Linked DNA regions of Arachis hypogaea: region 1 is linked to region 2. The links are chromatin contacts, called in public Hi-C maps. All regions are on one chromosome and are shown on one strand. The core of a region is the stretch at or near the end of the contact, and the rest is flanking DNA. Distances in the headings are between cores, read along the strand shown.

What was found. A called contact is a pair of places that touch in the nucleus more often than the background predicts.
Region 1: a Hi-C map of leaf shows a contact between it and region 2, with 3 times the contacts expected there. The contact joins the promoter of LOC112803523 here to the promoter of LOC112803490 in region 2. A contact is called at or near these places in 2 of 8 Hi-C or Micro-C datasets (both in leaf).

The regions. Positions count from the first base shown.
Region 1 is chr1:47,454,163-47,457,018 of arahy.Tifrunner.gnm2.J5K5, forward strand. It overlaps LOC112803523, which reads left to right and starts at 1,313. Exons shown (of 4, transcript XM_025847029.2): 1 at 1,313-2,056; 2 at 2,142-2,231; 3 at 2,311-2,456. The coding sequence starts at 2,202.
Region 2 is chr1:47,264,249-47,267,090 of arahy.Tifrunner.gnm2.J5K5, forward strand. It overlaps LOC112803490 (ATP-dependent Clp protease ATP-binding subunit CLPT2, chloroplastic), which reads right to left and starts at 1,255. Exons shown (of 5, transcript XM_025846990.3): 1 at 854-1,255; 2 at 737-775; 3 at 541-650. The coding sequence starts at 1,119.

The DNA.
Region 1 (2,856 bases), core at 63-2,562, 190 kb after region 2:
GATTACTCAATTTATTAGCCTAACCACATCTATTTGTTGATTTCATTCTGGATTATACTATTTTTCCCATTTTTTCATGTCTGCGACTACTATTGTTCCATGTCTGCACAGAGCTCTCATTAGCCTAACTCAATTGGACCTTATATTGTATGATTGAATATGTAGTACAAACTTGCAAACAAACTGTTATTAGTTACCTTAGTTTATTCTATTACACTGCACTTGTAAAAATTTTCATGGATAAAGCTGATTCGATTCTAGACCTTATTAAGGTTTCTCATAGTTTGAGAATCATAGTCTGATAAAGTAATTGCTACTTTTTTATGTAAAAATGGTCTAACTAAATTTATTTATATATATTTTTATAAAACATAAGTTGTACTTGATAGAGTGCTTAATCAGATTTAAAGAAGAGGGGGAATCAGTATAACTGAGTGTGATTCATTTCCTAGACATAAGATTTGCAGTGTTTATTTTGAATGTGTAACTCTGGATACAGTCACCTAAAAATAGGAAAATGTTCTTTTACAACAAGCTTGTTTTTAAAGCAAGGGGGAAAATGTATATTTTCTATATCTTTAAAATCTTTTATGCGAGTGTTTACTTCTAAGACGTAAGGATAAAATATTATTTGCTAATCTAGAAGTGTGTATAAGGTTGTAAATTGTAATTCTTCCTGAGTAAGAATATGTACTAGTTAATATATGCTTTACGCATGCAAGTGTGGACCCACTTATACTTGAGAACAGAATTTGCTATGAAGGCAGAGTAAGAAGAAGGATTTTGCATCTAACAATGCAAGTTTGGTATTTTATGTAAGACCCAAAACTTTTGAAAAGTCTTATTATGATCAAGTCTCAAATCAAATGGTTATTTGTAGCCTTAATTTCAGAAATTATTTTATTAAAGATAATTAAGGCAAGTTTTGATTTATTGAAATTGAGACGAGTTATGATCTTTATCCAATTTTATAATTATTGGATTATTTTCTATATTTGAATTATAAAGTTGATAGTTATGAAATAATAAAGATTTTATATGATTTGGATTAGATAAGTAATATTTTAAATATTATTACTGCTATTTTGGAAAATGAAGAAATTAAGTATATTATTTCTAATTTTTGGATTTGGGCATTTTATTGAAAATAATTTGTAAAATTGATGAGTAAATAGTATTTTTCTATATACAAATAGTGTTGGATTTAAATTGGATTTCAATTACTATATTATCCCTATTTTTGAGTGAAATTACCATAATGCCCTTAACCCTAATTTTCAAAATAAAACCCTAAGATCCTACCCGGTAGCCCATTGCTTCCCCATTCCCCAACTGCAGCCAAAACCTTTCTTTTCCTAACTCAGCAGCAGCGTTTCTCTTCCATGAAGGAACGAAAACAGAATAGAGAGGGAGAAGGACTTAGCGCCGCCGGCTGGGTACTGCCGCCGTGATCGCCAGACTGCCGCACGCGAGGAGCTCCGCCGTCGAAGTCGCCCCGTTCATCCCTGCCCAGTCGCGGTTCTGGCACCCATCACCCCATTCCGTCGCTGGAGATCTCGGAGCCGCCGCTCGTTGCTCCATCCTTGTCACCACCACTGCCTCTATGTCTCCCAACGGCGCCACCATCGCTGCCGTGGATCGCGACCAGAGGGGAGCACGAGATCGAGAGAGAGTGAGGCGTGGAGACGGCGTCGCGCGGAGAGGGACTCGTCACTGCCGTCGCGCACAGCCATGTGTCGTCACTGCCGTCTGAACAGTCGCCGTCGCCCTGGGGTGTAGTCCGCCGCTGCCGCCAGTGGGGGGTCACTACTGTGGAACGGAGGTGAGAGAGGGAAGCAAGATGGATTCCCTCCGCTTCTGGTGCTTTGGTTCGCCGCCACTGCCGCCGGAATCCTTGGCCGTCGCTCCTACCGTTGCTCCATTTGGGTTCTGGGTGAGCGCGCTGCCACTGCCTTTGGAAGCCGCTGCTTGGGCCAGGATGCTATGGTGGTTGCTAATGAAGCCGCTGTGGATGGGGCTGCCATGTTCAGTAAATTCTGCGAGTTTCGACACTGAGGTAAGAGTTTTAAGTTTGGTTACTGTTCCTTTGGAATTCCGGGAAGAGTGTTGATAACGCGTGGTTATACAGCTGCTGTTATTAGATATTCAGACCGCCGTTGTCGCCCAAAAGTTATTGATGGAGCTGCTGCCGGGCCGATTTGATGTTGCGGCTGCTTTATTTCGTTAATACAGTGAGTGTTTCTGTTTCGAAAGCCCTGCGCTAGTGTTCTTTTCCGTGTAACAAAGTAATTGTACTGTTAATGGTTTTAGGAGTTAGAATCCAGTTTCCTTGTGCCGTTTGTAGCTGTTTCTGCTTTGAGAGAGCAAGCAGAGCCAGGATTTTGGTTGATCGGTGATTTTGGGCTGAGCGAAAAGGAGTCAGTTAACGCATTTGGGGTTATGGTTTGCGTTTTGAGGTAGGGGTGCTTTCCAAAAACTATGTTTTATGTATTGGAATTATTATATATGGATACTGATGTGAGATATTGTGTATTTGGTGATTGTAATTGCCTTATGTATTATTTGATTGACTCGAATGATTATGGATGTTGGTTTGGCTGAATTGTTGTGCGGCTTTGTGAAATGTAATGTTTTAAAGTTGATTCTTTAAAGATTTGAAATCTGAGTTTAAACCGTTGAGGATTGGTTGGATTGAGCCAATTATTTTAATGAAGTGAAAAGTCGAATGCACTTTCGAATTTAGCATGGTTTATTTTAATTGATTTGGTTTTGGACAAATGATTTGTTATTGAACCGTTTCTTTAAAGCTTTAGAAATGAGTTATATCGATTGATATTGAGTTGATTTTGAAATGGT
Region 2 (2,842 bases), core at 5-2,504:
AATACAAACTAAGTAGATGACTTTCCAACTATAGTTGTCAGATAAGATTCTAATTCTATCAAAGAGAACAGGCAGTGAAAAAAGTGAGAAAGGAGGAAAATAGAAGCACAAGAAATTAGATGGCTAAATGGTAAAATAAATCGAAAATTAAATTATAGAACCTGACATGATTAGCACAATTTAACAATACTCTCCTATTTCAGGACTAACATGACTAAACCAAGCTGTTATCCAAAATTTCAAGGCCCTGCACATTTATCTATCTCAATTTTCATCTAGTGGAGGAATAACGTTGTATCCCAAAACGATACCCTAAACCAAGAATCGATTTTAAATTGCAGCTGCAGTCACAGGTGCAGTTCTCTTATGATATGAAAAATTGTACCAAATGCAGCTGCAACTGCCGCTGTGCAATATTGTGGCAGCGATTATGGTAACAAGCCCTTGAATGCAACAGAAGATAAGCAAATATTATGAGGAATGGTATATGAAAATGCAATCAAAAAAGGGAAATTGGAGAGAAGGAAATGATATTATTACCTTCAATGAGAATTCCCATTATAAGGGCTTCGGTCCCCGTAGTGGGATACTTCAATTTCCTAGCCTCCAACTCTCCCATCGCGAATGACTTTATAGCCTTCCCAGACCATCTCCTCTCATCAAAACACAACCAACCAAACAATGCCAATCAAAATAAATATAAAAATAATAGTGGGTTATATTTGGAGATACTCACTTGGGAACGTTGTCAACCGAAGAAACTCGCTCTGGATTTCTGCACAACAAATCTGAACAACTCGATAACTTGGAGAATTGGGGAGAACCGAAGAGAAGAAAGAGAGAAAGGGCTTACGCGGTGGGGAGGCTGAAGGAGATGGCGGTGGAAGCGAGAGGGTGGCGCCGGCGATTGGTGTTGCAACAAGACACGAATTGAGGTGTTAGGGTGCAAGGCTGAACGCAGAATAGCTTGGCGCCGAGAAACGAGCGCTTCAGTGGTCTCGGCGTAATCGCCCGAGCTGAAAGTTCTCTGTAATGGAGTTTATTCTGACGTGGCAGATTGGTTGCCAGAACTTTCGAGAAGGAGTGCGCAGTAGCATTAGCAGCAGCAGCAGCCGCCATTTCTTCTATTTCAGTTGCTGCGAACACTCACCTTGATGATAGATAGAAAGTTGAATTCTTTTCTGTTTTCCTTTTGGCAGTTGAAAATAGAAACACAAGTACACAACCCCCATACGGCGTCGTATATAGAAACATCAACTCAGACAGTCAAACCTCACCCTTTCTTCTTATATTTTTGGAGACTTCCTGTGTATGGAAATTGGGCTAAAATATGGCCATAAAGACAGAAGGGTACTGGGGCCCGTGAGTTACCCAAATCGTTCGTGACATACCCAATGTACTCAAAGTGCTACTGCTATAACTACCAAAAAAAAAAGTGCTACTGCTATCGATATATGACGTTACAGCGTGTCCAAAAAAAATTATAATCTTACAAAATCCGTAGCGTTTGTTTTCGGAGACAGGACACAGAGACCGAAAGTTTAAAACGTGTTTGGAGGTAGAGACATGGACACAGAACACATTGTCTCCAAGACACTATTTTATATTTTTTGTCCACTCTTTTACGAAGGACAATGATAGACACAGGATTTAAGAAGATGGATACGGATTTTTTAATCAAAATTTTTTCCCTTTCTATCCTTAGATATTTTTTATTATTCTACTATTATCTATTCTTATTTTTCTTAATTTTAGCTTCTTCTCTACATCGGAGTTCTTTTTCTCTGTGTTCTTTTTTTAGATACTCTCTTTTTTTTAGAATTTTTTATTTGACTGGATAATTAATTTATTCCTTTTTATTGTTCATTCTCTTCTTTATGGCATGCTGTGTTAATGGAGATTTAATTCACTTCTCTATTTTATGTTACTTTATTTATTTTTAATTTTGTTACTTTAATACCATTTTTATCTTATTGGTTCATAGACTAATTTTTCTTGTAATTTTTTGTACTCTTACGTACTCTTATTTTTTATTAAATTGATTTGTACGATGTAAAAAATTTGAAATTACATGGCTATTTCAGTCATTTTGCATATTATTTTAGTTTTGTCCATGTCTATCCAAACATAATACAGGACATTACATCAGTGTCTTGTCCATCATATCCAAACACAAAACACAAAAAATAATTTTTAGTGTCTCCATTCTATTGTCTCTGTCTTAGTGTCATGTTATGTCCTGTCTCCAAAAATAAATGCAGCCTAATGTCTCAATTACCAATAGAAAAAGGACTTAACCTAAACATTATGGTAAACAATGAACAAAAAAGGTTCAACATACAGTGAAAGAAATCAAGACCAAAACCACAAAAAAAAAGTGAAAGATATCCGCACACCTCGTCAATGAAATTCCAGTAATAAATAAACATGTTTTTAATCAATTTGGATGGATCGAGTAGTCAGCTCATTCGTCTGCTTAAACAAGTGTTAGGGGTTCGAATCCTGCCTTGTGCATGCAGCAACTCATTGGCTAGCGACAGACCCTTAAACGGAGCTTAGATCCGCGACAGATTAGTTCTTGACCTATCAGATTGGGAGATGTCATGGGTAACCAAAAAAAATAAACAAATGAATAAACATGTTTCTCAGCTTACATCCCGTTTGTTAATTCCAAAAATAGAAGACTAAATATGTTTCAATTTGGTACCTACGACCAAAAATAAGGAATCGTTTATGGTGAGGAAAGTAATGTGGTCCTATAAAGACCATGTGAGAATATGCAAAAGTGAGAGAAACTCTGTATAAGAGAATTTGCCGCAAAAGCTTTTTATATTTGCAATTC